Regions from separate parts of the Oryctolagus cuniculus genome. Here region 1 is linked to region 2. Evidence: chromatin contacts called from public Micro-C data. All regions are on one chromosome and are shown on one strand. The core of a region is the stretch at or near the end of the contact, and the rest is flanking DNA. Distances in the headings are between cores, read along the strand shown. Region 1 has its middle 30 kb from the start of SCCPDH. Region 2 holds the start of TFB2M (transcription factor B2, mitochondrial).

Region 1 (3,875 bases), core at 668-3,167, 110 kb after region 2:
AAGTCGTTTTAGATTTCATTTCCTTAATTACCAGAGAGGAAGCACACGTTGCTACACAGTGATGTTAAAGTATCTAACAGGAGTCTTTGTGGGGAAGAGCTTTTCTCCACAGTCACAGGGCTCTTCAGAAACTTCCCACCACACCTGATTTCCATGCAATGCAAATCTAAGCACAGCACAGAACAGGTGCTAAATTCTACTCACTGGTCCCTTCAGCGCGCCTCTGTCTATTTCCGAAAGGAGAGTGGTTGTCTCAGACACAGGGCAGCTTGTTAGCTTCTGGGCTCTGCACTTCAGGTTCGCCCTTCTGCACTGCTCTGTGAAGATGGGTCTGGGCCTGCAGACACATTCTCCTGCGCGGCCTGGGCTGGCACTGAAGTTTGAGGGCACTGGGGGCCCTGCAGAAGGAATGGAGGCTTGTTTGCTTCCTGACTCAGGGGTGCTCACTGGGCAGGCCTGCCAGCATCCAGCTCCTGCAAGGGTCAGCGGCCAGCTGCAGCCAGCAGATGGCTTCCCCCTGCCCTAGCCAGTGCCCCTCCTCTACTGCTCCCTGTCTAGTGATGCGGACACCTCCCCAGTGGACAGCTGTCTCTAGCACTTCAGAGGGCAGATTTCCACCAGCACAACATCTCGATCCTGTCTGCACAGAGCTGGGTCTGGGTCTGGGGATTTTCCCTGGGTGTTGTCTTTCAGCCTCAGGGTGGCTCTTGGATCCATTCTTTCCATAGTCATTAGAGTTCTCTTTATTTCTTACCAGGCAATCTCTCAATCCTGCACCCTTATAGTTAGTAATTCTTTTTATTAAAGTTTCTCTGGTTGAACTACTGTGTGATTTCTCTCGCTTGGTCAGACCCAGAAGGAACGGTGGTTCTGCTGCTAGCCGGACGCACACCCGAGACAGAAGTCGCCTTTCAGAGCCTTGGCAACACCTGGTGTCTGAGGCACGTACTGATGAGGCCGCGGAGGCGCTTGGGCAGAGGACCTGTGTGTGCAGGGAGCGGCTGCTGCCCACACCACTCATGATCCCCGCGGGCCGCTCCTCACCCCAGCCTCGCCAGTCCCACCTCACACGCTTGCCCTCAGCGGTTCCAAGCTGAGGCTCCCAGGAGCCATCTGGGATTTTTTTTTTTTTTCATCCTGAAGCCAACTTCCTCTCTTCCTCGCACGGAAGCTGGATGAATGTGAGAACTGCCTACTGTCAGAGTCCCTGCCAAGGACGCGGCTCGGGCTGTGGCGGCCACCACGATGCAGAGATACTGAACACCCCCGTGAGCCCCTGAATGCCGTCAGGACATCTCAGGCCTCCCGCCCACATAGGGTGATGAATGCCCGCTGTCAGTTTCTCTCCTTTTCTTACCTAACCCAGGCTCATTTAACACTTCACAGACCAGCAGAATCGAATCCTGATGCATGACTAGGTTCTGGGTAATCAGAAAGAAAGAAACTGAGACATTCCAAGGCAGGCAGCGGGGGAAAGCTTGCGGCCCGGTTAGGTTTAATCCAGTTTCTATTTAGGAAGAAAACACCCGGATCAGAATAACTTCAGGTTCCCTTCTGACTGTGAGAGCTAAGATTTGACACCTCTGCTGGTTTCCATGGCTACCATCGGCAGCATATTACCAAAGCCAGAACCGGAGGATCTGGTGATTTCACCTTTCTTCTGTGGCCTTGCTAATTTTAAAAGAAAGTGCTTGGTCCACGTAGTTCCTGTCCACGTCTCTCCTGTCCTCAGCTGTCCCTTGGATGTAGATGGATTAACCCAGGGCGAAGGAAGGGCTCCTCTCTGTGACTCCGGAGTTGGTGCCCTCCCCCGACGAGGCATTTCTTCTGACACTGCTGGGAGTACTTGGTGACCTCGTTCCAGTTATGTAAGTGGGGAGATCAGGATTCCTGAGGGTGGTGGCTCAAAATAGCTCTGTGCATGTTTCATACGCAGGCCCTGTGGCAGGCGCACACTGCTGTTTCTCAGACACCAGGCCTCGGCTGAGAGTGTCCCTCTCCACGGATGGGTCATAGGCTGAGGGTTTCAGCATGGGGACAGGGAACACACGCAGAGGCATCTGTCCCCGGGGAACACCAGGCTTAGCGTCCAGGTCCTCTCCTTGCCTTCCTGTGCCCTCCCCGGGGGAGCAGCTCTCCCAGGAATGTGGGAGGTGACACCGTGGCAGGGGGCTCCGCGTGCTTGGATGAGGCACTTCAATGCCCCCTTCTCACGTGTGGCCTAAAACTCAGCCTTCCTCCAGAGGCTCTGCTGGAAAGGCCCCAGCTCCGTGAGGCTTCTCTGCAGCACATTAGGATCACCAGAGGGCAGGGATGAGCTTTTACATGCACTCTGTTCCCCTGCACGGGTGCAGAGACCAACTCACCAATACACTTCTGTTTAAAAAACAAACTGATTGACAGATGGATCTGAAAGCCAGATTGACAGAGATAGGAAAAGACAGAGACAGACAGAGAGACAGAGAGATCTTGCATCTCCACTGGTTTCCTCTCCAAATGTCTGTAACAGCTGGGGCTCGGCCAGGCCAAAGATAGGAGCCCAGAACTCCATCTGGGCCTCACACATAGGTGGTAGGAACCCAAGTACTTGGGCCATCACTTGCTACCTCCAAGGCACAATAGCAGGAAGCAGGATCAGAAGCCCAGGCAGAACGCCATCCCAGACACTCCAGTGTGCAATGCAGGTGCCCCAAGCAGCAGTCTCGACAGAAAGAAGAGAGCCGCCTTGTATTGAGTACTTAATATGGGCCAATTGTGCTGTGAAGTGCTTGCATGGGCAGCACTACCAGGGAGACAGGGTGGTGTCATGGTCATGGGCAAGAGCTCCAGGCTCAGAAAGACCTAGGCTCAAATCCCGTTTCTCCCACGTGTAGCTTTGTGAACCTGAGGATGGTTGTTCAAAAGAGCTCTGTGGCTGGCACCGTGGCTCAATAGGCTAATCCTCCGCCTTGTGGCGCCGGCACACCGGGTTCTAGTCCCGGTCGGGGCGCCGGATTCTGTCCTGGTTGCCCCTCTTCCAGGCCAGCTCTCTGCTGTGGCCAGGGAGTGCAGTGGAGGATGGACCAAGTGCTTGGACCCTGCACCCCATGGGAGACCACGAGAAGCACCTGGCTCCTGCTTCTGGATCAGCTCGGTGCGCCGGCAGCAGCGCGCCAGCCACGGCGGCCATTGGAGGGTGAACCAACGGCAAAGGAAGACCTTTCTCTCTGTCTCACTCTCACTGTCCACTCTGCCTGTCAAAAAAAAAAAAAAAAAAAAAAAGCTCTGTGCAGTTGTTTCATATACAGGCTCTGTGGCAGGCTCACATACTTATTTTTTTTAAGATTTATTAATTTGAAAGGCAGAGCTACAGAGAGGGAGGGAGAGAGAGAGGGAAAGAGAGAGAGAGAGAGGGAAAGAGAGAGAGAGAGAGGGAGAAAGAGAGAGAGAAGTAGAGAGGGAGAGAGAGAGAGAGGTCTTCCATCCACAGGTTCACTCCGCGCAGATGGCCACAAAAGCCAGAGCTGAGCTGATCTGAATCCAGGCGCCAGGAGCTTCTTCCAGGTCTCCCACGTGGGTGCGGGGGCCCAAGGACTTGGGCCATCTTCTACTGCTTTCCCAGGCCACAGCAGAGAGCTGGATTGGAAGTGGAGCAGCCGGAACTTTAACCGGTGCCCATACAGGATGCTGGCACTGCAGGCGGCGACTTTACCTGCTATGCCACAGTGCTGGCCCCACACAGATAGTTTAAATCCTAAAAAGGCAAGAGTCCTAGACGTGATGAGCCTGAACATAGCTCTTCAAATGTTGGCCGAATCCATAAAAGTGCCAGGATCCGGGTTTCCCAGCCTTGGTACTTGGCACAGAGAACTGTTTGTTCTGTGCTTAGTGTGTGC
Region 2 (3,437 bases), core at 89-2,588:
ATTATCTAATTTTCATTCCCACTACACTCCCAAATGAGGTATTACTCTATTTTAATCACTTGACTGCAACATTCCAACAGGTAAGTATGCAGTTTGGTTTCGAATCCATTCTGTCAGTGACTGCAACTTGCACTCTTAATTACAATGTTTCATCACCTCTTAGAAGAAAAAAGCAACAAAAAGGAGTGCCTGGAGCCTACCACACTTACTCATTCATGATCATCGAGATCAAATCAAGCATAAATAAAACTGACTCTTCAAGGTAGGAAAGGGTGTTTTAACAATTATTATTCAGAGGCCAGTGCTGTGGCATAGTGGGTTGCCTGCAGGGAAGGCATCCCATACCGGCACAGGCTGTCTTGGCTGCTCCCCTTCTGATCCAGCTTCCTGCTAATGAGCCTGGGAAAGCAGCATAAAATGGCCCATTTACTTGAGCCCCTACATCCACATGGGAGACCTTGAAAAAGCTTCTGATTTCGGCCTTGCCCAGCCCTGGCCACTGTGGCCATTTGGGGAGTGAAAGAGTGGATAGAAGCTCTCGGTCTCTTTGCCTTTCAAATAAACGATTATTAAAAAAAAAAAAAAGAATTATAAATCTATAAATCTTGTGTTCTCAGCATCCTGCTATAGTCTACGGGAGATGCACAGGACAGGATAAAATTCTTGGGGGGGGGGGTGGCACTTTTAACTATGTGCGAGGAGAGCAAAATCTAAGAATATGTCTCATTCGTGGACAACAACTAAGCTTCTTCAAGAAAACGGAAGTGTCAATAGCACCCTACCTGCGGTCTATAAAAGTCTGCCTAAGTGACGAACATTCAAGAAAATGCAATTCAGCTAGACTCACCTGGATTGCACTCTAAGAAGAGAGAGCGAGGGTCTTTTTGACTCCCCCGCAGGATCTGCACCAAGGTCTCAGCCAATCCCCGACTGCTTACGTAACGCTTAGGGTCCAAGCGGTGCTTGCATACCCAGGGAGGCGATTCCCCGAAGTCAGGATAGGGCAACAGCTGCGGGGATGAATCAGACAAGCCACGGCGAGGCGGGTCTCCACGCGTTGTCGCTCGGGTCCTCAAAATGCAAAAGCGACCCGCGCCCGCCAGGGCTAAGGGCGCCAACCGCAAAGGAAGTCCCGTCGCTGGGACCCACATCGTCACCTCCAAGGTGCCCTCTCACATGACCCAGGGTCGCTATTCCGGTGAACCCCATGAAGGGCATCCCACGTGCAACATCTCCGCGCTGCAGACCAGGCCTGGCGGAAGTAAACACCAGCAACTGCGCACGCGAACGACTGGTCCAGCCCACTTGCCTACCTCACTTCCGTTTCCTCCCCGGCTTCGCCTCCCGAGAGCTGTGAGTGGACCGATGAGGAGTGAGACCGACCATCTGGGTGTGTCCGGACTCGTACTCTATGGTTGCCCGCCCTCTGCACTTCCTCTCTAGCCGCTCGCGCTCTATGCTCCGCGGTCGCGGGCCGCCAGCCGCCTGCCGGCCAGCCCCGAGGGGTGCGCAGAGGGAGGCGGGGCGGAAAGGCAAGAGGTGTCTCCTCCGGCGGAGCCGCGGGAGACCTGAGCAAGCTAAGTGACAGCTCGGCGGCCGCCATGTCCGCGAAAGGGGCTGGAAGCAGACCCGGCGGCCAGCGGTAACCCTCGGGCCGCCTCCGATTCCCAGGTGAGGAGAGGTCGAGCGGGATGCGGGGGACCCGCGGGCTCGCGGCCGGCTTGGAAAGCCTTTCGGAAGCCCCTCGCTCCTCCCCCTGAGCGGTGCCGGTCCAGCAGCGCCGCTTCTGCCCTCACCTCCGCCCCCTCTCCGCTCGCCTGTTTTGCTCTCCTCAGTGGCTGTGGGTCTCCCCCTCGCGCGCGGCGCGCCGGGTTCCCTCCTCCCTGGGGGACTTGGCTGCAGAAGGCGCTCCTGGCCCTGCCCGCGGAGCCGCTTGCGGCTTCCACCTTGCTTCTCGTCCTCTCCGTCCTCTTGCCCACAGCGCGCTGCCTCCACCCTTGTGGATGCTTTTTATTTTCTCCCCATACCTGGTTCCCTCGCCCCCGCCATCACTTTGGTTGTCAGGAACCGCCTCGCGTCTTCCTTCGGTTTCTCCCTGTGGGCCAGTGTTTTACTTAATTTTTCGTCTTTAATTTGAGTGTTTGAAAGACTAAAATTCAAGATGAAAAATTAAGACTTAAAAAAAAAAATACCCTTCTAAGCTTGAAGAGATGAAGAGTTCAGGATGCTTGTGTTTGTCCCCGTATAAACTTAAATCAAGCACAAGTACCGTGGAATGCGATTCTAAAGACCAGTTTCAAAGACACTAAAAATAGGGTGCTTTAATGGAAATTTTGGCAGTCGTTTAACCTATTGGGCAATGTTAGAAGACCTGATTCTTTGAAAGTGATTTCAGTGTTTGAAGCTTTAGCCATTATCTTTGCCACCAAAACAGCCAATCAGCTTCCTGCTTTAAATACGTGCAATCCTTTTTGCTTACTGTACTCGCAGCATGATTGAGCTTGGCATTTTAATGCACAGGGAAGGGTTTCTAAGGAATGTGTCACCAAGCAAATAGGCTGAAGATTGTATGCCGCTGATGGAGTTCAGCTAAGGAATTGACTGCCTAGCACCGCCTAGTTTGGATTATGAATGTGTTGAGACACCGAGGAAACGAGCTAATCAGCTGTTGTGGAAGCCCTGGGGACTCATTGATCTTAGTTTTCTTCCATTCTTGTTTTGTGCAGTTTTCTCATTGACTGTTTTCTCCAGGTGACTTTGACATTCTCTAAACACCTGAGAAAGCTCCCGCTACCCTTTGCTGAACTGTCTTGCCGTCTAGCCTTAAAAAAATTTTCATATATTCAGAAATGCACTGAATTTTACCCTGAGAGCCTTGGATGCCTAACGTTTTAAAATCAAATACAGCAGAATGATGTTTTCAAGTAGAGGAAGGACATGGTTCCCTCACAGAAATGTGTCATTTTAAAGGGTTTTTCCCTTTAAAAATTGTTTTAAATGCTTGTTTTAAAATGCACTTTCTTATTTCATAAGTCTGTGGACCAAAGTTAGTTTACTCCTGGAGGAACCAAGTTAGTTTTTTAATTTTGCTTTTGAGTGCTGACATTTTCCTTTGGTTTTGGAAAAGAATTTGGTTGTAGTAATTATTTCCCTTTTTATAGTGTCAGTGTTTACTGGTTTGTGGTTGAAGGTGCTGGAATAGTAGACAGAATTCATAAACATGTTATTTTACATAATATTATACATGTTATTTTCTGAGGCCCTAGGTGCTGGAAATGAAGGAAATGTTTGCTCTACTTTAAAGATAAACCTTATAATTGGTATTAGACTTACTTTATTGTAAAAACTTGCTTTGTGTATTTTCTTATTTCAAAAGGTGTGGTTTTTGCATCTTGTGCTGTTTTTACCCTTTTGAAGTAAACTTTTTTAAATGGTGC

What was found. Hi-C and Micro-C count contacts between places; a contact is called where the count stands out from the background.
Region 1: a contact with region 2 is called in a Micro-C map of ear pinna, with 5 times the contacts expected there. The contact joins the enhancer-like site here to the promoter of TFB2M in region 2. A contact is called at or near these places in 3 of 6 Hi-C or Micro-C datasets (ear pinna, psoas muscle and an unstated tissue).

The regions. Positions count from the first base shown.
Region 1 is chr13:66,618,629-66,622,503 of mOryCun1.1, forward strand. No RefSeq gene overlaps it. Among named protein-coding and RNA genes, the nearest start is that of SCCPDH, 30 kb to the right of the region's middle. Within about 2 kb of position 1,918, at least 2 of the 8 cell types and tissues checked have an H3K27ac peak or open chromatin away from gene starts, as enhancers often do. A contact at or near this core is called in ear pinna, where this site is marked.
Region 2 is chr13:66,507,603-66,511,039 of mOryCun1.1, forward strand. It overlaps TFB2M (transcription factor B2, mitochondrial), which reads right to left and starts at 1,339. Exons shown (of 8, transcript XM_002717631.5): 1 at 848-1,339. The coding sequence starts at 1,151. It overlaps CNST (consortin, connexin sorting protein), which reads left to right and starts at 1,347. Exons shown (of 11, transcript XM_051820807.2): 1 at 1,347-1,671.